Linked DNA regions of Mus musculus: regions 1, 2, 4, 5, 6 and 7 are each linked to region 3. A link is a contact called in public HiChIP or PLAC-seq data. All regions are on one chromosome and are shown on one strand. Each heading gives the region's core, a stretch centred on a gene start, on an enhancer-like site or on the middle of the called end of the contact. The rest is flanking DNA. Distances are from core to core; before and after follow the strand shown.

Region 1 (3,305 bases), core at 801-3,300, 400 kb after region 3:
GTTCTAGGTCTCTCCTGCCACTGGCCAGAGAGAGGGGATTCCCAGAAGACTTGCCCTGTATCTCTTGGCCATCGTGTTGGCCTCTCTGGGGCCCTGGCTCAGAAATCAAAGAAAAAGGAAACATAGCCCAAGTTCTGAGTTCCGGGCCAGTGTAGTTATTTTCAACTCTCAAGTCCTTTTCCTACTGGGTGTTGCTTGTGGGGTATTGAGCTGTATTTAGATGGAGGGAACAGGAAAGGCAAACTCATTACTGCTCACAGGACCTACAGGCCATCCCTGCTGGCCCATCCCAACCTTCACAGCAGCCACAGGCATCCTTAAAAGTGCAGACTTAGCTTTCAGTGTTCCACGTAAAGCATCTTCCTTGGCTCCCTGCAGAGAGACAAAGGCTATCCTGGCTGTCCTGCACATCCCCTTGTTCCCTACAAGACACTTCTCCTTCCCCTAAGAGGTCCCCTGGCCACAGACAAGCACCGTCAGCTTCAGCTGCCACGGCCGGCCACAACCCTCACATACTGGGATGCTGGGCTAAGATGAAGTTGGAAGGGCTGCTTCCCTGGGCTTGCCGTCTGCCCACCTAACATTCACAAAGCCTTTTCACGGCTTGCACATCTATGCCAAATTCCCCTTATGAGGATAGCAGCTAGCCCCAATATCTCAATCTTGACATCTGCAAAGATCCTACCTCCAGACACTCACACTCTGATGGACTAGGCTTAAGACTTTGACATACGAGTCCATGACACCTCTAACACCAAGCCTTTGCTTGGCCAGTCACCTCTCTTCACAACTCTTTTGCCACCCTAAGCAATTTTACATGGTTCCCCTAAAGCTTCCACGCCACATTCAAAACACCTAAGGGTTCACACCAATTTCCCACAAAACTAATGTCAACAACAAAAAAAGGCCAAATTTGTTACAAAACCCAACCCCTAACATTATAAGCCTGTTCTCAGATGTGACTCGTTTGGATGCCCAAGTCATGCAGCACTGAGTCAGGCCTAGGAAGTGCCCAGTGGGGGGTCCTGACCACTGACAATACCATCTCTGACCCCCTAAAAAAACACTTCCAGCCATCGAGCATACCTCATGTCTAAACTGAGGTCAGACCGTGTGGCAGATTCACACTTGACTTCTTCATGACCTCTGAGGAACCCAGTAAGGATCAGCCATATCTACACCATTAGAAAGAACCTCAGCTTAAGCTGCCCCTGAGGAAAGGAACCTGAAGGTGCAGGCTTGCAGAAGCTTGGCCACTCAGGCCAAGTTCCAGACTCAGGCACAGGACAGCCCCACTCTTGGCCTCGCCCCTAGCCATTTGCCACGCCCTAAGGCCTGCGTCCCACCTGTCAGCCCTTGTCTCAGGCACCTCAATCCTCACGCTTCACCTTACTCAGACCCCCACCCCTCCCTCGAGCTTTATGTCCCTTCCCCAAACCTGCACCCCACCTATTATTGAAACTTGTCAGCCAGCTGCGCGGCCCATGCCCCGCCCACCTACCCCCCCATCCAACCCACTACTCCTTGCCCCGCCTCCTTCCCGTAGACCCTTATTCTTCGCCCCGCCCACAAAACCAGGGCTCCGCCTGCCACCTCCTGCAATGCTCCCGAAGTCCACACCCCGCCTATTTGGTTCTTTCCCCTCCCATTATCCCTTATTCCCCTCTCTTTACACTAAGCCCCTACCCAAGAGGCCCGTGTCCCGCCTACCAACCCCCTCGTACCGCCCACTACCTCTTTCGCCCAAGGCCCTTGCCGAGCTTGCTGTCTTCTGCCTCGCCCTCAAGGTTCGCGCCCCACCCCAGACTCCCGGACCTAGCCAATTACACTTGCTTCTCTTAGCCTCTCTCGTCCTCCTGCCCGTCACTCCGCCCTCTAAGCCCTTTGCCCGCCCACTTCCCTGGCCCCGCCTCTCCCTTACTCCCTGCCCCTCCCCCAGCATCACTCCTAAGGGGCGCACACTCAGCCTCGAGCAACCCAGGCAGCCGGAAGTCTTGCCGTAAAGCGTGCTCGGACCATCGTACTAGCGCCGGTTCCCTTGGAGACAGGCAACGCGCTCAAGATGGCGGCGCCGGCGGAGGCGGAGGTGGCCGCGGCCCCGGGCTTAACCGAGGCGGCTGAAGCCGCGGAACTGACCCGCGCGCTAAGCCGCCTGCTACCGGGGCTGGAGACGGAAAGTAAGCTGGGGCGGCGGCGCGCTCTGGAGGCTCTGGAGCAGGTACTGGAAGAGGCGGTGCGGCCCGGCGCGGATTCCGCGGCCTTCCAGGGCCCCTGGGCCCGTCTGCTGCTGCCGCGCCTGCTGCGGCTTCTAAGCGATCCGGCCGAGGGCTGCCGCGCGCTGGCCGCTCACCTGCTCGACCTTGGCCTGCGCCGCGCCGCGCGGCCCCGCGACGCTCTGCCGCGTCTGCTGCCGGCGCTCAGCGCACGCCTGGCCCGACCTGAACTCGCGCGGCCGCCGCCGGAGCCCTGCGAGGAGCTGCGTCTCGCCCTCGTGCAGCTGCTCCACCTCGCCGTAGACCTGGGCGGCGCCGCGCTCGCGCCCCACCTGGACGACGCCGTGCGCGCCTTGCGGGCCGCGCTGCTCGACCCCTTCGCTGCGGTGCGCCGGGAGGGCTGCGAGTGCGCAGCCGCTCTGGCCCGTGCCACTCCGGGTGAGCGTCCTATCCGCTTCCCTGGTTACCTAGATGTCCAGAAACTGAACTAAAGTGGGCTGGTTCCTTCGTAAGGTCATTTCCGATGGGAGGGGGCACGAGACAAGAGATCTCACCATGTAGCCCTGGCTGGTGTCAAACATAACGCTGCTTCTACTTCAGCCTAAAGTGCTAGACTCTCAGACCTGTGTCACACCCATTTCATGATCATTTTTATGCTGGGTTATGGGACTCATGTGGGAAAGGACAACTCAACTCAGTTTCTTTACTCCAGTGTCTTCTCTGTCTCTGACACGGGTCACTAACTTCCTGGATGAAGGGAGGCTGCTTCTCGTTTATTTCTACCCTCTATCTACAGCCCTGCTTGATCAGGGCTTTTTCCCTTTTTTCCTTCTAGACTAGAGTTTGGAAAAGTTAAGAGGCCCTACCTAGTGTTTAAAGTCTTCCCGGGGGTAGGGGGGAGCCAACTTTGTGAAATAGGTGTATATATCCCTCCGGATGCCTGGAGCATAAGCAGCTCCCAGCACCATTGGAGAGAAAAAGTGGGAGCTGAGGCTAGCAGAGGCCAGAGGAAGGTTTGATGGTAGCCACAGAACAGGGCCCCATGCAGCTGTATCGCATAACCAGCAGCCTCCCTAATCCCACAGAGCACTT
Region 2 (3,231 bases), core at 407-2,906, 490 kb before region 3:
CCTGCCCCAGAACCTCACCAGACATTGTCCACCAGCAGCACAGAGCCATCAGGCATGACAGGTAGATAACTGGCATTGAAGTTGGGGAGGATTCGGATATCCCAGATGGAGATCTCTTCCTGGGAAGAGCTATTCAGCACTGTGCGGGAACAAGCCCAGCTCAGAGTAGTGAGAACCCTCCTACCCCAACTCCACCTTTACCTAACATACTGGACCCATTCCCTTGCTGCTAGTCAAGCCTTGCGCCAGCAGATCTGCTCACCCTTGAGCACGGTCAAGTGCTTTCCAGCCACAGTGAACTGCCGGCATTTCAGAACTGGAGGGGGCAGCAGCGTCAATAGGGTGCTCACTGCAGAGAAAGGATGTGGCAGGAAATCAAGACCTCCACATCACAGTGTGGCACCCTCTAATCTACTCCTCTCCGAGCTCCAGCTTTCCCCCTCTCCCCCACCTTGGGCCTTGAAGGCGCTCTGTTCTCCACGGAAAGTCTCCCCAGGAGATCGAGTCTGTAGCAAGCGCAGGTAGCCTTGATCTCTGACTTCTGGTGCCTCGACCTCCCGCTTCCACACGGTCACTACAATCTAGGTACAGGAGCCATCGGACCATGATCACGAGGGGTCTTAAAATGTCATCTGAATTATAGGGCAACAGCCTCAGCTCTGTTATCCTACCTTGGCCTTGGGTGTCCCTGGGGGCAGTCTATCCAGTGAAACGGTGAGTGGGAAGATGACTTCATCTGTGGACACAATCGGTTCTTCCACAGGCAGCTAGGGGTTATATGAAAGGGGTGAAAATGTCAGGATGGCGGCAAAGATTCAGGCTCCTTTAACGTTTCTGCAAGACAGAGCAAGTCTTTATGCCCACCCCTTCTTGAAATCATATGCCTCCCGTCTTAGGTTCCTCTGCAGGACAGGACAATGCTGTCATCTGCCTCCTACATCAGGTCCCTAAGGAATCCATGCTCCAAACTATCTTTCTAGCTTCCAGCAAACCTCCCCTCAGCCCTTGTCACCCAGAGATCCTCACCGTGGTCGCGCCCCCTGAGGTAGCAGGGCCCTGGCCGTGGGTGAGAAGGGGGCTGCAACCTCGAAACAAACCCCCGCCCCCCGGGTCCCCTCCCCCCGGGGGGTCAGCATCCTGGTCGCCGGCGCTGCCGCACCCTGGCAGCGCTCCTCCTGCGCTGACCGAGGCCAGGGCGGCCAGGGAGGTCGCCAGCTCGGTCCAGGCCCCTCGGGATGCCAAGCCCGCGCCGCCCCCAACGCCAGCCCCCACGCTGCCTCGGCAGCGCAGCACCAGCAGAAAGCGGACTGTCTCCCCCAGGTACAGATGGTTGCGCCGGGGCAGCGCCCGGTACCGGCCCGGGTCCCCGGCCAGCTCGGCGCGTGGCGGTAGCGGCACAGCCGGAAAGTACATCGAGTAGTCGCATTGGGACTCCATTGGGTGGGGAGGACGATGCGACCCGAGACCGGGCCGGCAGGGAGCCACGGGACCGGGGGAGCTCGGCCTGCGAGTCCAGACACCGGAGGACCGCGGCTCCGCCCGGCAGGCAGCGGGACACACCAGCCTGGCCCGGAAACCAGAGAAACGAACCCGGAACCTAGACCCAGCAGCGCCAGACCAGGAGTGCGGGCGCTGAATGACTGGAGAGAAAGCGGAAGCGGAAGGAAGGGGGCGTGGCCTCCGAGGCTTCTTGGCTGAGTCGAGGGGTGAGTGCGGGCTGCTGAGGAACCTTTAAGGATGCTAGACTGGCTTCTTTGGGTAGAATTTATTTTTATTTGTCTCCGCCTCCCTCCTTTCCTTTCTTTCTCTTCTTCCCTCTCTCTCTTGCTTTCTTCCCTGACTTTCTCTTTCTGTTCCCTCTCTCCCACGCTTCTTCCCTTTTATGACAGCATTTCTTGTAGCCCGAGCTGGCCTTAAACTTCCTCTAAAGCTGAGGATGAATTCAAATTTTTGCTCCTTTTGCCTCCATTCTCCGGAGCGCTGGCATTACAGGTATGTGCCATCAGGTCTGACTTATGCAGGGCTGGGCGTTGAGCCCAGGGCTTCATGAATGCTAGGTAAGCATTCTGCAAACTGAGCCACACCGCTGCCTTTTTTTTTTCTGATATTTTGTTGTTGTTGTTGTTATTATTGGTGATGTGTGTGTGTATGTGTGTTACTGGAATGCCTGAGCCTCAACCTCATGCTAGCCAGTCGTTTTACCAACAGCTGTATCCCCAGCATTGAGGGAATACTGAAAGAAAAGAAAGACCCCATTACTTAGCCTAATTTCTGTCCAATAAAAGATTCTCCATCACTTCTCCTTTTAGAGCCCTACATAGAACAAAGAACTGGGGGCAGGGGAGATGGCTCTTTGGTTAAGAGCCCTTGCTGTTCTTGCAGGGGACCAGGGGTTGGGTCTCAACACCCACATGGTGGCTCACAATATTTGGTAACTCCAGTTCCAGGAGATCTGTGGACACCAGGTACATTTACACATGTAGGCAAAACACTCATACACATAAAATAAAATAAGTCTAATAACCTTTTAAAAAATAAGTAAACGTTTCGTAGCATTTATTCATCCAACAAATATTTTGATAGTGAAATTAGCACAGCTCCATAACAAATATTTCGTAGAGAAATGGACATATATCATGCCCCAAACTTTCTCTGTGTCGCTGTCATCTTTTGCCCCTCCAGGGGGTTTTGAGGAACTGCTACATGAATCTGTCTTGAGGCTTGAAGTGGCAAAGTTAGGGGTTGGGGGAGGCAACAGATTCTGCTGGGATTTCTAGAGGAAGTCCAGACAACAACAGTCTCATCTTAGAGCAAACTTCCTGTTCCTTCCAAGGGAAATACATACGCACCTAGAGGTCCTCCACCCGTCGCATATGTCCTAATTTGTAGTCTGATACCTATGGGGACAGTAGCCTTGAGGTCTTGAGAGGCGAGGAGACTGTAGGAGGAAACTGCTTAGCATCAAGTTTATCCTTATACTGTAGCTCTGGAGTAGCCAAGCGTTCACATTCCTCTTTGTCTTTCTGGTTTAGTCCACTCTGAAGTACATAGCCCAATACCTTAGCTGAACCAAACTGTAAAGGACGGAGCTTTGCATCAGCGATGTATTTGGGGTCTAAAGCCTCACCTCCCACCAAGCAACGTTTAGCCAGAGCTTCTCTTCGAGCCCGGAGCTCAGCCACAGCACGTTGCAGTCGACTCCTGCCATACTGTTCTATCCGCGCCCACAGA
Region 3 (3,173 bases), core at 298-2,797:
CAGAGAGCCAGGAATTCCCCTAAGAAGCCACACAGTTGTGATGAACGGACTGTCCAGGACACCAGGAGACAATGGGAAGCCCCACGAACTGATGCTCCCAGGAGCAGGTGACTCTACCCTGATGACATTCGTCTCTCTCCAGAGGTCCCAGGTTGTGGGTGCTTCCGTCCTACTCCCACCTCAGGCCCACCATCTCCACACACAAACTCATTGTCTGTGTGAGTGGGAGGGCCGGATGAATGCAGAATGCCTCAGTTTTCATGATGTAAGCCATACCTTCTTGGGGAGTGCACCTCTATTAAGACCCCACCCACTGCACTCTTGGGTTTCCACTATGCTGCCCAACACAGGCATCAGCTCCTGTTACAGGAGTGTGGAACTCCACCCTCTCTTCCTTTCTAAAGGCCTAGGAGGCACCTTTGCTGACCAGCTAGCTGGCTGCGACTCTCTTCGTCCCTAACAAGCAGCTAGTGGGTGTCTACTGAACGTCAACTAACACAGACTTGTCGCTGAATCTTCAGAAAGAACATGAGTTGTGCACTTGATTCATAGAGAACTCGAGCTGAGAGCATTCCAGGGCCGGGGAGCACAGCCAAGAGAGCATGACAAAGAGGGGCTCCGTAGAGCACAGACTCCGCCCCTCAGTCCCTTACACAGCAGTTGGCTTGGGCTGCTGTGGAAATCTGCAGGTGCTTGAAGCCCTGAGGTCTGCTCAGCTTGTGGATCTGTGGCTGACCCTCTCACGCTTACCTTCCCAGAATTTTAGCAGAAATTCCCAGAGATTCCTACTTCCTACTAGGGGTTGGGGATCCAGAAGCCCTGTGGCCACAAATGAAGCCACGTGGTGAAAGCAGATCTCTTTTTACTGTGCACCCCGATTTAGCATCCCAGAGGGCAGGCAGCGAGACGCGCCCCGCCCACCGCCCGCGCATCCGCGCCACTCAGCCAGGCTCCGCGCGGCGCCGCCAGGGTTAAGGCGCAGGCGTGTCCCCTGGGGTGGGGTGGGCCCGGCAGCCTTGCCGAGCTTCTGGAGTCCCATCGGATCGGGGGCCCAACGCGCTCCTCCGCCGTTCTCTCCGCCGCGTGGCAACGTCGTCTCTTCGTCCTCCACCTAGTGGGCTGCGGGTACCCGAGGTGCCAGGACACCGCCCGGAGAGGAGCTTGTCCGGCCGCGCAGACGCCCCGCGGGCTTCGGGGAGGGACTTGGCCTGTTTTCTGGCCTCCACTCGCCGGGGAGGAGCTGTGCGGCTGCAACTGGCGGCGCGTGGAGCTTCAGGGACGCAGGCTACCAGGCCGAGAGCCGCGCGCACAGGGCCGAAGCCACCGCTGCCTGCGGGTTCCCAGCCGGGCCTCTCTGGCTCCCGGCTCAGCGCGGAGGAGGCGCGGCGACACCGCGGGGCGCGGCCAAGGGGGAGGAGAGAGGGGAGCGCGGGCTAGCGCCGGGCCGGCCGGGCCTCGCGGGGCCACGGCTCCGCCAATCTGCGGGCGCTGACGCGGGGGGCGGCTCCGGCGCGCTCGGATATCAGCGGGCCGGGCGCGGGGCGCCTGGAGCTAGGCGGTGCGGGCGCTGCGCTCCGGGTCGGCCTGCTGCACCTGCCAGATCGTCGCCTCTCCCTGCGCGCCCCCTCGCGCTCCCCTTCTCGCCTCTGTCTCTCCAGCCCGGTCTCCCAGCCTCAGCCTGACAGAACAGAGGAGCCGCTTTGTCGCCTGCCCAGGACCCGGCATGGCCCAGCGGGAGCACCGCGCTCTGGATCGGATCTGTCGCGCCTTGGACGGGATGAACAGCCGCGCCTTCTGCTTACACGCCCGCTGAGTGTGGTCGCCGTCCCGGAGACCCTCGTACGCCCCTGCGTTCCCTGTCACCACTGCCACCCGCTCCACCGACGAGGGCCGCTGGCCGCCCCCCGAAATGGCCTGGAGAGCTGGTGCTTTGGTGGCGGTTGTCCTTCACGACGTCCAAGTCTGGGGACAGCCCCCGAGCTGCTAGCTGCTAGTACACTGAATGGACCTTGACCCGCGGGTCGTTGCGGGCTTGGTGCCAAGCTGAGGGGCACCGGTGGAGCGCGCGTCCCGAACCCCCCAGCCCGCTGGCCTGCGCGGCCATGAAGATGATACTGGTGCGCAGGTTTCGCGTGCTCATCCTGGTAGTATTCCTACTGGCTTGCGCTTTGCACATTGCTGTTGACCTGCTACCCAAGCTGGACCGACGCGCCACGCGATCCTCCGGGGAGCCCGGTTGCTCCTGCGCTCAGCCGGCAGCAGAGGCAGCTGGTCCAGGCTGGGCCCAGGCAAGGAGCAGACCGGGGGAGTCCGCCGGTGGCGACGCAGGCTGGCCCAACAAACACACACTGCGCATCCTGCAAGACTTCAGCTCAGATCCAGCCTCTAACCTAACCTCCCACTCCTTGGAGAAGCTGCCTTCTGCAGCAGAGCCGGTGGATCACGCTCCGCGGGGTCAGGAGCCCCGTTCCCCGCCACCCCGTGACCCAGCGCATCGGCCGCTGCTTCGAGACCCGGGGCCCCGACCGCGGGTACCGCCCCCTGGCCCCAGCGGGGACGGATCGCTCTTAGCCAAGTTGTTTGAGCACCCTCTCTACCAGGGGGCTGTGCCTCCTCTGACAGAGGACGACGTCCTGTTTAATGTGAACAGCGACATCAGGTTTAACCCCAAGGCAGCAGAGAATCCTGACTGGTGAGCAGAGAAGAGGAGGTTTGGGGTGGGGCTAGCGCGTCCGACCCTTCGGGAATAAAGACACCCCACTAGAAAGCTATTTCACACGCCAGGCATTTTGTGTACCTTTGGGGGACCCTTAGAAGAGGCTGGTAGGGATCCCTGGTGGGCGGGGCAGATGTGCCTCTTGCCTTTGTCTTCACAATGATTCTAGGGAGAACGGTTTGGGAAGCTCCCAGTGCCCTGGTGTGGGAAGCTGGCGGCCCACCAGAAGCCAGGAGAGCCCAGTGCTCCACCTACAAGGAAGCATGCTGGCCAGCCCTGGCGATGGCTGAGGAAGCAGATGAATGAATATGTTGGAGAGCCAGCCAGGGAGAGTGGGAGCAGCCTTCCCCTGGGAGGGGTTGGGCTTCTGGCTCTGAGAGCGATGGGGTGAGCTGTTCAGGGTGGACGTCTCCAGAAGGCCTGAATGTACCTAATAAGTCTTTTAAATGCAGTCACG
Region 4 (3,169 bases), core at 491-2,990, 410 kb before region 3:
GCCAATTAGGCCATCTTCTGCTGCATAACTTTTAAAGATCCTTTAGCCTACGTAGCCTGACCTCAGGTTAGTCAGCTTTGTCACATTAACTGGTGAAAGCAGGTCTCTGTCAGGTCTCTGGGCCTCAGAGGAGATCAAAGAATGAAGAGAATGCTGGCCAGACCAGGAACTGTGGGGACAAAGGCCTGGAGACCACTCTGGTAGGCACTGTGAGGGCTAGTTTATATGTCTGCAGCGGCAAGGATAAAGAGACAAAATAGTGTTCAGATAGAGAGAGCCCGGGCTCTGGTGTAGACCTGGGATTCTGGTTCTCAGTACACAGCGTTCTGATCCCTGGACAGGGTCGGTCACCTGTCACCACATATACCGCAGCATCCTGGTCAATTTGTGGCATTCTCTAAATTACTTTGTGTAGGACAAAGAGCAGTGGCAATGCTTGTGGAAAGAAAAAACAATTTGGTGGGGACAGTGACTGCCTCCATGACACAATTCATGGGCAAGGGCCAACCTGCCCTTGGGACTTCCCAATTCAATAAAGCAATATGTCACATAGCAATATGACACATGGGGGTGGGGAGAGTTAAGAACAGAAGCAGGTCTGAGAGAAACTTCAATGTTTTGGTTCCTAGAGAAATAAGGAAGAGCAAGCAAAGGAATGATCCGTGTGTTTTGAGGGTCACCTGGGCTGCTGCAGTGAAGCCAAGGTTGATGTGGGGTGATCAGCAAGCCAATTTGTTATTTTGCTCTTCCCAGCAGATGACATTAATAGGTAGATGGTGGTAAGGGAGGCAGAGAGAAATCAGTTGGTCAGAATGGGAGTCAGCAGGATGGAGATGAACAAACAGCTTCAGGGCTAAGCAGTTTGAAGTTAATGTGCTAACAAGCAGAGCTCTGAATGGGACAAGTGAAGACCACTCTTATTAGTGTTATGAAATATAAAATATAAATTGTGGTATAACATGGTAGGAGTAATACTTGGCAGGACAGTGCCGAGATGTTCCTCTGAGGAATCACACCATGCAGCATGCCTGTATAAAGATTTATTGTGGAGATGGGAGTGGGAACCTGGAAAGAGGTAGAGGCAGAGAAAGGATAGGACAGAGAAAGACAGGAAGAGAGAAAGAGAGCAAGAGAGGCCTGCCAGGAACACATGGGAACTGAGAGAGTGGGAAAGGGAGAAGTGGGGGTAGGGCTGTGAGCAGTCCTCTTTAGATGATGCTGCGCTGCCAGGCACCTGCCTCACACCGGGTGGGGCAGAGACAAGCTTTTGCTGGGTAGCCATTGGGCAGAATTGCCTGTTTCCAGGTGGACATGGGACAGGAGCTGGGAAGGGATGGTGAATTGCAGATTCAAACCAGGGACTACTAGTATGTAATACTGAGAACACACCTTGGGGTGTGCTGGGTCACTCAGGTTGGCTCCTGACTGCCTCCACAATGGCTTTCCTGATTTTAGGATCTTGCAATCTCCAGTTGTTCCATTCCCTGCCCCTTAGCTGTGTAGGGCTGAATGGGATAAGGGCTAAGTTCCTCAGGGGCAGCCATGGACCCTCCTCTCTCTGAGGCAAAGAGACGATTGACCTCAGCGACCTCTGCAGCTTTCCTCACTACTACTGCAGATCTAGGAAGTAGCAAGCAAAGCCTGGTACTGTAACTTTAAGAGGGACAACCCATTACCCTGAGTTCACTACCACTGAGGCCTGCAAAAAGGAAATAAGGCTAGGTTGTGGGAAGTTACCACAGTGCCTCTAACTGCTGACAATGTGAAAACCTCCAGCCATGAGAACAGGCAACACACAGGCTGCCCATGCAACAAATATGGGCCAGATGCAGACCCTGGTTCTATTCTCAACATTGCTGACCCTCTGTGTCTCTGAAGGTGAGTGGAGAGGCCAGAGCAGTGTAGGGCCATGGGGGTGGACAGTATGGACACACAGGCACTGACCTTCCTGTTTTCATTCCTCAGCAAGCCCTGAGGTGTGGGTGCAAGTCCAGATGGAGGCCACCAACCTCTCGTCTTTCTCAGTTCACTGTGGGGTCTTAGGATATAGCCTCATCTCCCTGGTAACAGTGAGCTGTGAAGGATTTGTTGACGCTGGAAGGACCAAACTAGCTGTGTTACATCCAGAATTTGGTACCCAGCAGTGGGCTCCTGCCAGGCAGGCCCACTGGGAAACCCCAAACAGCGTCTCTGTCACTCTGACCATGGGACAATCCAAAGCAAGAAGCTCTCTAGCCAACACCACATTCTGCTGCGAGTTTGTTACCTTTCCTCATGGTTCCAGGGTTGCCTGTAGAGACCTGCATAGATCAGATCCAGGTATGTCTGGGGAGAGGCGGGAGACGGGGAGGATCTTAACACTGGCTGCCCATCTGACACTTTTCTCTGTGTCTAGGACTCTCTGCCCCAACTCCAGCCCTCAATCTTCAAGCAGACCTGGTGAGGATCTTGGGAACCTCAGGAGTTTTCCTGTTTGGTTTCATCTTTATACTATGTCTCCGGTGGCAGCAGAGGCATTGGTGAGATTGGGTTCAGTAATATCCACACACCACTTGGTTAGGTGCCTTCTGCCCCTAACTCTGCCTCTTCTGTCTTACAGGTGTTTGAGTAAATCTCAGCCATCTCTCACTAGCACCCAGGCACAGGTGGAGACTCAGGTAAGGCTTGAAGGAGGATGTTTGGAGCAGGATACCAGGGGTCCACAGCTGGACAGGGACTTGGGGTCTTATCTGACTCTCCTTCATGCCCTACAGCCCACCAAGACCATCCCTGGCCACTGGGGTGGATCCACCATCCCAATACCTTCCCCAACCTCCAGCCACCCTGTTTAGCAGCTCTGTATGAGGCTGTAGTCCATTCTGACCAACACATGCCTCAGGGCACATTGCTCCCCACTAGTGACCCACACCAACCCCATGCCTGTCTCCTCAGCCTCCCCACTTGGCCTCTACACACAGCAGCTTCATCTCCATGGAGAATGGACTGTATGCTCTGGCATGAGTGAAACTTCCCCACACTCTTCCCAACTTCCACCGACTGTCTGGAGCACAGTACCCTGGAAAAATGCTTAGAAGTTCAATGACAGGTACCCTTGGTCCACTACAGGCCTTTGGAACATCTATCTACTGATGTCTTCAACCTGGGCACCAGGCTTCTTCATGAATCTTGC
Region 5 (3,236 bases), core at 655-3,154, 470 kb before region 3:
AAGGAATGAGGAAAAGAAGAGGCAAAAGAATTAGAAGCTGAGTAAGCTGGCAGACTAGGAACAAGGAAGGGCAGGGTCCTGTAGAGAATGTGGAGTGGGGATGGGAAATAAGCAGGGGATTCTGGGGTGGGTGGTGGTGGCCTAGCTATGACTGCAGGAGGTGGGAATAGGAAACGGGGTGCATAAACACAAAGAGGTGTGAAGCACATCTGGGAACCCCCCAAAGGTCCTCACCATTAAACTTTCTATGCCGGGCAGCCAGTGTGTGAATCAGGAAAGAGCCACTGTCCTCTACCAGGCCACGGAATGTGACTTCAGCATCCCTGATCAACTTCTGCTCTGTCTCACTGGAACAGCAGGTGTACTCCTGAGGACAGACTTGAAGGTGCTCACCTGCGCAGAGGAGACAGGGAGGAGGACTGGATGGCAAGAAGGGATATTAGGAATCTCCTTTCATCCCTCGCCTATCTCTGGGGGCTGATTTTTGTCTTCCACCTGCCCGGTTGCTTTTTCCTTTGTTTGCCCCTTCAGCCCTACCTGAACCCTCTTTTATTGTCCCTCACCCATCTCAGCTTCACTCCTATTTGTAATGGGATCATCTATTGAACAGCTGCTTTGAGGGCCATATTAGTGACCAGAGGGTCTTCAGGTAACCCTCCCCAACACTGCACAACCCACTCCTCCAGGGACTTATGGGACAACTATGGAATGAAGAACGGGATTTGTAGGGGTGGGGCTACTTGGTAAGCAAGAAAGTATTGTCATAGAAGCTCACAGGAATTGCAAGGCGATTTCTGGCTGTTAGAAAGACACTAACGGGTGTGCTAATTACAGAGAAGGGAATTCCTTGGGTGGGGACTGAATGAGAGTTATTATATGAGCAGCAGGTTTATTGTGATCCCGGGAAGGAAGTTACTGGAGAAGAAAGATGCTCAACAGATGAAACAATCATCATAATGGTCACTGAAAGGAAAGAGTTATTGTGAGATGGGGAGGACCCGTCCCCGCCCCTTCCCACCCCGACTCTTCCCTCTTTCTTCTCACCTGAGATGAGGGAGGGAGGGATTAGGTTTAAGCTATATCCCCGGGCCCCCAGCACCTGCCGAGTCTCTGCACAACTCCGGACGACCTTTGCCTCACTCCCATGTCCCGGCCCTAGACCCGGACACAGATGGAGCAGCAAAAGCAGGAGAGGTCGCAGCGCAGACATAGGTGCTCTCCTCCCTGGGACGGGGCAAAGTGGGTCCTAAGGAGGAAAGAAGAGTCCGCGGAACTCTAGAACCCCGTTCTCGGCCGCGGGACGTCTCGAAGAAAAGAATAGGAGCGTGTCCCCTAAAACTGAACAACCCCAGCACCGTAGCAGGACCAGGAGGCATCTGCGGAGACAATGGGAGCCGGGGAGCGGGACAGGGGGCGGGGCCCGAAGCGGTAGCCCGCCAATGATAAGAAGAAGCCGGCCCCAGGGGCGGGGACAGGGTAGCCGTGAAGCCAATGTGGAACGGCAACTCGGCAGGGGCGGAACACGGCCCGCACGGCGGAGGCTGGCAGGGGTAGGGGTTGTGGTCTTGAGAAGGGGCGTGGTATTTTGCTCGAAAGGCGGGGTTTGGGTGAAACTGAGCCAATTGCAATTGAAGAGCCGGACTGAAGGCAGCAGCAAACGCTCAGCCAATGGAAGGGGACATAGGAGTAAAGGAGGCGTGACCAGGATGGAGCGACTCCGCACGCGCTGGAGCCCACGTGACAGGACTGCACAGCTACATGCCTGGCGGCTGCTCGAAGCCAAGCGCGCTGAGAGGCAGGAACGTGGTTAGCACGAGCTCGCGCTGCGCCAAGTCTCGCGACACTTCTCAGCCGCGCGAAGACCAGTTAATCTCGCGCCTGCGCACGGCTTATCCCGTGCCTTCCCGCGTTTTTTTCTAAGGCTTAACCGCCCGCCACCAGAGGAAGAAGAGCAGCTGCGGCGGGCGTCTCGCGACCGAGGTGGGATGTCCACTGAGACCTGAAAGGACCTCTGAGGTGGTGACCTTTCTTCAGCCGTGTTCATCTAAAGGTCATTCTTCCAAGTTCAAACTGTGAGGTTGCCCCTTTGGACCCATAAATAGGCAGCGTTCCAACCCCCTGTCTCCACTGAGGTCTGTAGCTCTGTCTCGTGTCCGCTATGGAGGCCGGAAACCCTTTTTTTTTTTTTCGAGACAGGGTTTCTCTGTGTAGCCCTGGCTGTCCTGGAACTCACTCTGTAGACCAGGCTGGCCTCAAACTCAGAAATCCACCTGCCTCTGCCTCCCGAGTGCTGGGATTAAAGGCGTGCGCCACCACGCCGGGCCCGGAAACCCCATCTTCTGATTCAGAGAGATAAGCAGCCTCATAAACGGAAGACACCCTGCTCCCTCCTCCCCCACAGCCCAAATAAGCTTGGGGTCAACCTTATGCAGCGCGCTTTCTGGAAGTAGAGAACGCGCTTTACTCGTTGGAATGTTTGTGGCTTAACTCAAATGACACCTCTGCTTCCGGATCACGAATAGCCTCCCATTTCCTGTAGAGTCAGACAATGAGTTTCAGAAATGGAAATCTGAGGTGCTTTGCTGGTTCGGTTTTAGCAGCTGAGCCTCAGCCAGTGTACCCCTCTCTGATTCCTCTAAGAGGGATTTGTGCCAGAAGCTGCTCAGAAACTGCTCTGTGTAAACCCTCTGGCCTTGTTTGTTTACCTATATTGAAGATTGGCCCCAGATCCTCTGGCCTTATTAAATTAATTTACCTATACTGAAGATTGGCCCCAGATCCTCTGGTGTTATTTATTTATTTATTTTAATTAATTTACCTATACTGAAGATTGGACCCAGGTCCTGTGGCCTTAATTTATTTAGCCATACTGAAAGTTGGGTGCTGCCCAGAGTCTTGGAACATCTACTGCTCAGCTATAACCCCCAGGCCTCTTTTTTACTGTTTATTTTGAATAAGGTCTCACTAAGTTGCTCAGGCTACAGGCTACTCTGGAGTTCCAGGCTGACTTTGAATTTGATGAGCAACCTGCCTTAGCCTCCCAGGTAGCTGCAATTACAAGCCTACAGCATCACTCCTAGTTTCAGGTTTCTGTTTGCAAGCCCTTATAGCAGTAGTGACCATAATACCTCGATGTGGTTAGGTTGACTATTGGTTTTGGTGCTCTATCCCATAGTACTGAGACCACATTCTGGGAGAGAAAGATGATGGTCTATAGAGGGATATAGTAGTAGTAG
Region 6 (3,091 bases), core at 103-2,602, 450 kb after region 3:
GTTCCCATCAAGTTAAGTTAGTTTGGTGGCCAGCAAGCTCCAGGGATTCCAGTCTCTGCTTTCCAGCACTGAGATGACAAACATACAGCACTAGGCTTTTGGTTTTTTTAAATTCGTATTCTGAGATTGAATTCAGGTCTTTACGCTTACAGTGCAAACATTTTACTAACTAATCCATCTTCCCAGCTCCAGACCCTTTCTAAAAAGTGTAAAACCAGCCAGGCATGGTGGTAAGTGCTACTGGTCCCAGTGGAGGCAGGCAGAGCTACATAGCAAGTTCCAGGGCAGCCAGGACTACATGGAGACCCTCTCTAAAAAAAAAAAAAAAAAAAATTAATTAATTTTTTTAAAATGTAAAAGCCAAGGTCTGGAAGGATGGCTCAGCCATTAAGAGCACTTGCTGGTCATTCGGGGACTGTAGTTTGGTTGCCAGCATCCCCTTTTGGCAGCTCTGGGGCATTTGAGACCTTTGTAGGCACACACACACACACACACACACACACACACACACACACATTCATCATCCACTTAAACAGACATACACACAAACACACTTTTAGAAAAGAGTGAAAGCTAGCCAGCTGCCTGTGGCATATGGTAGTAATCTCAGTGCTTGGGAGGATAAAGCAGGAGGATTGTGGCAAACTGGAGGTCAGTCAGGGCTATGTCGTGAATTCTAGGCCACAGTGAGACAGTTAAAAAAGGAAAAACCAAGAGGGGCGTGGTGGCACACGCCTGTAAGTCCTGCTTCGCAGAGGCTGGCTTATCTCTGCGAGTTCAACGCCAGTCTGGTCTACAGTAGAGTTTTAGGGCAGTCAAGGTTACAGAATAAAACCCTGCCTATAAACAAAACAAATGCAATTCAAGGTTTTGCAAAACTGCGCAAGTGAGAGAGGGCCTGGTGGGTGGAGTCCCCAGGAGAAAAGGCTCTGGCTTCCAGCCCGCAGGGCAGGGCAGGGCAGGGCGTCGGAGGTTTCCTGCAAACGCTACGCGGGGACAACTGAGAAGAGGATGTGTTTGGGAGCCCACTGCTCCTTCAGCAGGAGTCGGATCTTCTGGGCCCACTGAAGCCCTGCCTGGAACTCAGCGCGCGCGTGCGCCTCTGCACAGAATCCTAATTCTAACGCCACCGGAGAGGAGCAGCCTCCCTAGGTGCGGCCCCTCAAGTCCCAGCGCGCCCGCTCCGCCCACTGACGCCACACGTCCCGCCCTTTCCCCGCCCCCCGCAGGGCCGTGGCGGGTCAGCGGCCTCCCCATTGGCCTGGAGCTTCAGCAGGCGCGCTTGGGATTGACGGACGTTCGCGTCGCTCCCGCCTCCGATCCCGGCGCGGCGCGCGATTGGCTGTAGATGTGGGGAGTCTTCGGTCCCGGGCCTGGGCGGTGCGGACGAGGCCTGAGGCGGCGGCGCGAGGCAGGTGAGCTGCGGCCAGCGGGCTGTAGGGGACGAGTAGGCGGGTGGGCGCTGCGGACTCCTCTCGGGTACTAGGGACTGTCTCAGGGCGGGCCGGGATGTAGGTTGCAGGGATGGCCCCAAGTGGGAACCGCCAACTGGCCACGACGCGCGTGACGCCCTTCGCGTTGCCAGGCCGCGCGCGCCCCGGCGCCCTGAGTCCAGTTGTCTCGTGTGCCCGGGCACTCTGGTTCCCCTTCGCCCCGGACCCCTGCGTGTTGGGTTCCGGGGTCTCCTGCCACCCGTCGAGGCGCACCCACGCAGGCGCCATCCCCGGGGCGCTCCCTTCTGGGGCACAGGTGTTGTAGGTGCGGCGATGGGCGCGGGCCCGGTAGCGAGTCCCTGGCCTGCACACCCTGCCACCAGCTTGTTATCCCGTGTTAGTTGCCTTCGCCCCCAGCCCGGCACGCAGGACGGTACCAAAGCTGGCCCGCTGGAGCTTTTTTGGATGCAGCCGGGGGGACCCGATGCAGTCAGCCCGGCGAACTTTGGTGCTCCCCGCTGTGTAGAGTGAAGTGTAGTCCTGCGGTGTGCGCTTCGCGCCTCCTGGACCAAATACTAATTAGATTTTACCATTCCGTCCATTGCACCGGTGTCGAATTTTAACCTGACTGTTCATACATTTTAGATCTCTCCTAAGGTCTTTTCTTTTTTCTTTCTGCGTCCCAACCTCATGTTCCTTTTCGGTCCTTTGTTTGTGTCAGGAGACAGGGTCTCATTTACGTACTTCTGACTGTCTCGGCTGTGTAGACCAGGCTGGTCTCACAAAGATCCAGACTGTGTCTGCTTCCTAAGTGCTGGGGTAAAAGGGATGTGTGCAACTAAGCTGGCATCTTGAAACAGGTCCTCAGATAGCCCAGGCCCGCCTAGAATTGACTATATAGTAGAAGATGATCTTGAGTTCCTAACCCTCTTGCTTCCACGTACCTAGGATTAGATCACAGGTGTGCACAGCCCTGTGGGTCCAGCCCTGGGTATGTTCTTGAGCAGAGTTGCAGTAATTTCTGGTTCTTCTCTCTTTTGGTTTCCTCGGCCAGGCCAGTCTTGAACTCTTTGCTTTTTCGAGACAGGGTTTCTCTATACAGCTCTGGTGATCCTGGAACACCCAGAGATCCACCTGCCTCTGAACCCAAGTGCTGGGATTGAAGGCGTGTGCCACCACTGCCCGGCTCAGGCCGGCACTTTTATAGCGTGCAGGCTGTGGAGAACTCTACCCAGGCTGTGGGGACTGGGCATGAGTCTATGCTCTAGTCACCAGAGGGTCTGATAGGATCGTCTGCCCTACCTTTTTGGTCGTTAGGTTTTTGTTGGGGGTAGGTCTTTGGTAGCTCCAGCAGGCTCTTAGTTGCAATCTGGGTGCTGTGCTTCCAGCTCCCCAGTGCTGGGGTCACAGGTGTGTGGTCCCATGTCCTCACTGGAGAGTTGGGCCAGAGATTTGGAGAGGTACTTTTTATTTCCCGAAGGTTGGCGGCCTCAGTTTATTTATTTACCCTTTGTTTTTCCTGGGAGAGAGCAGAAAGGGGATGAATGTGAAAGCCAGCTGCTGTGTGTGCTTGCGTGCGTGCATGCGTGGGTGGGTGGGTGACTCCCCTTTTAACTGTATACAGCGTTATGCAACTATCACCATTATCTAGTTCCACG
Region 7 (3,111 bases), core at 545-3,044, 420 kb after region 3:
TTACGTATAGTGTTCTGCCTGCGTGTATGCCTGCAGGCCAGAAGAGGACATCAGAGTGAGCCACCATGTGGGTGCTGGGAATTGAACTCAGGACCTCTGGAAGAGCAGCCAGTGTAATCTCTGAGTTCTCTCTCTAGCTTCCTGAAGTAAAAAAAATTAATAATAATAATTTAAGGAAGAATTTAGGCCGGGCGTGGTGGCGCACGCCTTTAATCCCAGCAATTTGGAGGCAGAGGCAGGCGGATTTCTGAGTTCAAGGCCAGCCTGGCCTACAAAGTGAGTTCCAGGACAGCCAGGACTATACAGAGAAACCCTGTCTCGAAAAAACCAAAAAAAAAAAAAAAAAAAAAAAAAGAAAGAAAGAAAGAAAGAATTTAGGGGGCTGGAGAGATGGCTCAGCGGTTAAGAGCACTGACTGCTCTTCTGAAGGTCCTGAGTTCAATTCCCAGCAACCACATGGTGGCTCACAACCATCTGTAATGGGGTCTGACACCTTCTGGGGTATCTTTCAAAAAAAAATAATTTAGAATAATTTAGAAGTTGTAAAGAGAAGCTGGATTTGTGTCTTGGTCACATAGGGAGGGCGATGCTGGAGTTTGTTAGTGTCCTCAGCAGTTGGGAGAGCAGCATGTCAGGAAGGCGAGCCATGGCCTGTGGCTTGCAGGGCTCCTACCCCAGCAGTGAGGCCTGGGAAGCCATCGGTGGCCTGCTGCAGCCCCTGTTCTCTTTCCTAGGCCCGGCTGTGGGAGAAGCGCTGCAGCATGTGATCCCCACCCTCAGGGCCTGTCTCCAGCCCTCCACAGACCCACACATGCGCCTGAAGCTCTTCTCTATCCTGTCCATGATGCTGCTGAGGCCTAAGGACACTGTCGATTCTCAGGGGTAGGTCGACCCTCAGGTCTGTGTACAGCCCACGTATGTGTTGGATGGGTCTTCCCACGACCCCCTGGGCAGGGCCCCCAAGGTCTAAAGTCCGGGCTTCTTGGTGGTCTGTATCTCTAGAATCCACCCCACTAGGTAAACAGTGATCTTGGTGAGTATACCACAGAGACACAGACAGTAAATCAAAGTCACTTTAGAGGAGTCATTAAAATTCCATCGAGTGAGAAAGTTTTAGGGCGCATTAACTATTAATGGCTTCTGTTTCGGCTGTTCTGTTTTAAAAGGCTTTTGGCACCTTTCAGACCTAACAGACCTGACTAAATTAGCATTGATGGTGAAGGCTTAAGGGTAGTCTGTTATCTCAGAAAAGCTCAGGGGCAGCTCTGCAACCTAAGAGCCTCAGATTTTATGGCTTTGAAGTAAAGGGAAAGTGGAACAAAGAGCTTAGGAAAGAACAGGCTCTCAGGGGAGGAGGGAAGCAAGCCAAGACACACACACACACACACACACACACACACAGCAGCTCATCCTGGAGAGGAGGGTAGAGCGAGGACACACACACACACACACACACACAGCAGCTCATCCTGGAGAGGAGGGTAGAGCGAGGAGACACGCACACACACACACACACACACACACACACACACACACACACCCCTCCCTCTCCTTGGTTCATTGAACAGACTAAGATTCAAATCACTCTGGGACCTTCCAATCCTGACCCTTGGCATCCTGGGTCTTGCAGATGGAGACCTGAGAACTTAAGCCCTGTGCGAGCTCCTGGGATGCCACCTCCCCCCACCTCACCCCATCCCCCACCCCCAAAATCAAAAAACCTGTCACTGTGAAGTGTGGTAAGCAAACTATAAAGTTCCCTATGAGTTTCTCATTCTAACCTTTCTCCTTCGAGTGCACTCTTAATGTGGGGCTGACTGCCAGCCTCTCACACGCTGCAGGAAATTCTGTTTCCTGCGATCTAAAAAACCTCAGGGCTGAAAAGGGACCATAAAAAGGTATTAATGAGCGTCTTGGCAACAGGCCTTCGGGCAGGCGTGTACACAGGAGTGGAGTGAGAGAATGGCTGAGCTGCCACCAGACTGTAGCCTTTTCTACACACCCAGTATGCTGAGGAACACTGCCACCCCTGACCCACAAACACAGCTGCCAGGTTTGGGCCAGGTTCCCAGTGACACACTTCAGACCTCTCCAGGGATCAGGTCAGTCTAGAGAATCCAATTATGCAGATGACTTACTGAGTGAGAGATTGCTACTGTTTGGGTAGGGACAGTTTGAAAATAGCATTGTCTTAGTGTTCTATTGCCATGACGGAACACCATAATCAAAAGAGATTTAAGGAGTTTATTTCACTTGTACACGGTCCACTGAGAGAAGTCAGGACAGAAAGCTGGAGCTAATGTAGATGCCACTGAAGAGGGCTGCCTACTAACTACTTATTGGCTTGCTCTGCCTGCTGTTTTATAGCACAGGAGCCCTGTGGTAGCACCACCCACAATGGGCAGGTTCCTCCCATCTCAACCACTAATTAAGAAAATGCCCTGCAGGCTTGCCTACAGCTAGATCTTAGAGAGGCAGTTTTTCAGTCGTGGTCCCCTTAGAATTAGTCTCTCAGCTGAGTCTAGTTTGTGTCAAGTTAACATAAAACTAGTCAGTACAAAATATTATTTGGTTTTGATTTATAATCACAGAATGGTAGAATGAAAGGTTGGTTGTCCAGTCAAGACTCAGTCTAAGGATGTCATCTCTGGCAGGGAGTCAGGATTCTTAGAGAAGGCTCTCTCAGCAAGCCAGAGTGGTAGCACCACCACATCCACCTACCACACAACCGGAGACTCCCACTCCCCACCCCTTCCTTGCACTCTTGCCTGAGCTATGGAGATGCCTGTGAGAGAGTTGGAGGGGACTACAGAAAGCTCTACCGAAGCCACTGCCTTTGCAGGGGGCCTTTGCTTCAGTGCTTGTGGTAGCCTTGAAGTAAAATTTGGTGTAAATTCTGGACTGGAGCCCAGTGAGTAAAGGCATTTGCTTCCAGACCTGACTACCTGAGTTCAGGCCTCAGGGCCCACATGGTAGAAGGAAACCAACTCCTGCAAGTTGTCCTCTGACTTCCGTGTGTGCACTGTGGACGTGTAGTACACGAGTGCAATAGATAAATGAAATGTAATGCAAAGTTAAGAAACAAGATCGGGGCCTACGGCCTAGGAATGT

Evidence for each region. HiChIP or PLAC-seq counts read pairs in DNA pulled down with a chosen protein or histone mark.
Region 1: a contact with region 3 is called in an H3K4me3 HiChIP or PLAC-seq map of embryonic stem cells, with 14 read pairs. The contact joins the promoter of Dnaaf5 here to the promoter of Fam20c in region 3. A contact is called at or near these places in 9 of 39 promoter capture datasets (the 3T3-L1 cell line, 3T3-L1-derived adipocytes, cranial neural crest and 4 more), 3 of 484 Hi-C or Micro-C datasets (embryonic stem cells and nephron progenitors), 11 of 115 datasets of contacts at active chromatin or transcription factors (the NIH/3T3 cell line, astrocytes, bone marrow-derived dendritic cells and 7 more) and 2 of 9 other capture datasets (adipose tissue and embryonic stem cells).
Region 2: an H3K27ac HiChIP or PLAC-seq map of bone marrow-derived dendritic cells shows a contact between it and region 3, with 6 times the contacts expected there. The contact joins the promoter of Map11 here to the promoter of Fam20c in region 3. A contact is called at or near these places in 2 of 39 promoter capture datasets (embryonic stem cells and neural stem cells), 2 of 484 Hi-C or Micro-C datasets (both in embryonic stem cells), 12 of 115 datasets of contacts at active chromatin or transcription factors (bone marrow-derived dendritic cells, bone marrow-derived macrophages, embryonic forebrain and 5 more) and 1 of 9 other capture datasets (macrophages).
Region 4: a contact with region 3 is called in an H3K4me3 HiChIP or PLAC-seq map of bone marrow-derived macrophages, with 4 times the contacts expected there. The contact joins the promoter of Pvrig here to the promoter of Fam20c in region 3. A contact is called at or near these places in 6 of 39 promoter capture datasets (the HPC-7 cell line, cranial neural crest, frontonasal cranial neural crest and 2 more) and 2 of 115 datasets of contacts at active chromatin or transcription factors (both in bone marrow-derived macrophages).
Region 5: an H3K4me3 HiChIP or PLAC-seq map of forebrain shows a contact between it and region 3, with 4 times the contacts expected there. The contact joins the promoter of Stag3 here to the promoter of Fam20c in region 3. A contact is called at or near these places in 4 of 39 promoter capture datasets (the 3T3-L1 cell line, hippocampal neurons, liver and 1 more), 3 of 484 Hi-C or Micro-C datasets (all in embryonic stem cells), 11 of 115 datasets of contacts at active chromatin or transcription factors (astrocytes, bone marrow-derived macrophages, embryonic forebrain and 5 more) and 1 of 9 other capture datasets (liver).
Region 6: a contact with region 3 is called in an H3K4me3 HiChIP or PLAC-seq map of forebrain, with 5 times the contacts expected there. The contact joins the promoter of Sun1 here to the promoter of Fam20c in region 3. A contact is called at or near these places in 2 of 39 promoter capture datasets (embryonic stem cells and neural stem cells), 15 of 115 datasets of contacts at active chromatin or transcription factors (astrocytes, bone marrow-derived dendritic cells, bone marrow-derived macrophages and 11 more) and 2 of 9 other capture datasets (adipose tissue and embryonic stem cells).
Region 7: a contact with region 3 is called in an H3K4me3 HiChIP or PLAC-seq map of stem cell-derived neural progenitor cells, with 2.1 times the contacts expected there. The contact joins the enhancer-like site here to the promoter of Fam20c in region 3. A contact is called at or near these places in 6 of 39 promoter capture datasets (the 3T3-L1 cell line, embryonic stem cells, hippocampal neurons and 1 more), 1 of 15 datasets of contacts at CTCF or cohesin (the NIH/3T3 cell line), 3 of 484 Hi-C or Micro-C datasets (the HL-1 cell line and nephron progenitors) and 13 of 115 datasets of contacts at active chromatin or transcription factors (SST interneurons, bone marrow-derived dendritic cells, bone marrow-derived macrophages and 10 more).

The regions. Positions count from the first base shown.
Region 1 is chr5:139,148,185-139,151,489 of GRCm38.p6, forward strand. It overlaps Dnaaf5 (dynein, axonemal assembly factor 5), which reads left to right and starts at 2,051. Exons shown (of 13, transcript NM_001081265.2): 1 at 2,051-2,651; 2 at 3,299-3,305. The coding sequence starts at 2,063. It also overlaps a transcript of Prkar1b not described here.
Region 2 is chr5:138,262,396-138,265,626 of GRCm38.p6, forward strand. Map11 (microtubule associated protein 11) reads right to left here and starts at 1,657. Exons shown (of 11, transcript NM_153161.3): 1 at 1,027-1,657; 2 at 672-767; 3 at 452-581; 4 at 263-349; 5 at 19-139. The coding sequence starts at 1,437. It overlaps Gal3st4 (galactose-3-O-sulfotransferase 4), which reads right to left. Exons shown (of 4, transcript NM_001347507.1): 4 at 2,526-3,231. The coding sequence ends at 2,898. 6330418K02Rik (RIKEN cDNA 6330418K02 gene) reads left to right here and starts at 1,650. Exons shown (of 3, transcript NR_045821.1): 1 at 1,650-1,706.
Region 3 is chr5:138,753,534-138,756,706 of GRCm38.p6, forward strand. Fam20c (family with sequence similarity 20, member C) reads left to right here and starts at 1,548. Exons shown (of 10, transcript NM_030565.6): 1 at 1,548-2,692. The coding sequence starts at 2,103.
Region 4 is chr5:138,340,191-138,343,359 of GRCm38.p6, forward strand. It overlaps Pvrig (poliovirus receptor related immunoglobulin domain containing), which reads left to right and starts at 1,741. Exons shown (of 5, transcript NM_001378438.1): 1 at 1,741-1,878; 2 at 1,966-2,319; 3 at 2,396-2,519; 4 at 2,600-2,657. The coding sequence starts at 1,779.
Region 5 is chr5:138,278,605-138,281,840 of GRCm38.p6, forward strand. It overlaps Stag3 (stromal antigen 3), which reads left to right and starts at 1,905. Exons shown (of 34, transcript NM_016964.2): 1 at 1,905-2,050. It overlaps Gpc2 (glypican 2 (cerebroglycan)), which reads right to left and starts at 1,333. Exons shown (of 10, transcript NM_172412.2): 1 at 1,045-1,333; 2 at 235-393. The coding sequence starts at 1,210.
Region 6 is chr5:139,199,285-139,202,375 of GRCm38.p6, forward strand. It overlaps Sun1 (Sad1 and UNC84 domain containing 1), which reads left to right and starts at 1,353. Exons shown (of 23, transcript NM_024451.2): 1 at 1,353-1,415.
Region 7 is chr5:139,173,392-139,176,502 of GRCm38.p6, forward strand. It overlaps Dnaaf5 (dynein, axonemal assembly factor 5), which reads left to right. Exons shown (of 13, transcript NM_001081265.2): 9 at 735-882. Among named protein-coding and RNA genes, the nearest start is that of Dnaaf5, 25 kb to the left of the region's middle. Within about 2 kb of position 1,795, at least 89 of the 459 cell types and tissues checked have an H3K27ac peak or open chromatin away from gene starts, as enhancers often do. A contact at or near this core is called in nephron progenitors and stem cell-derived neural progenitor cells, where this site is marked.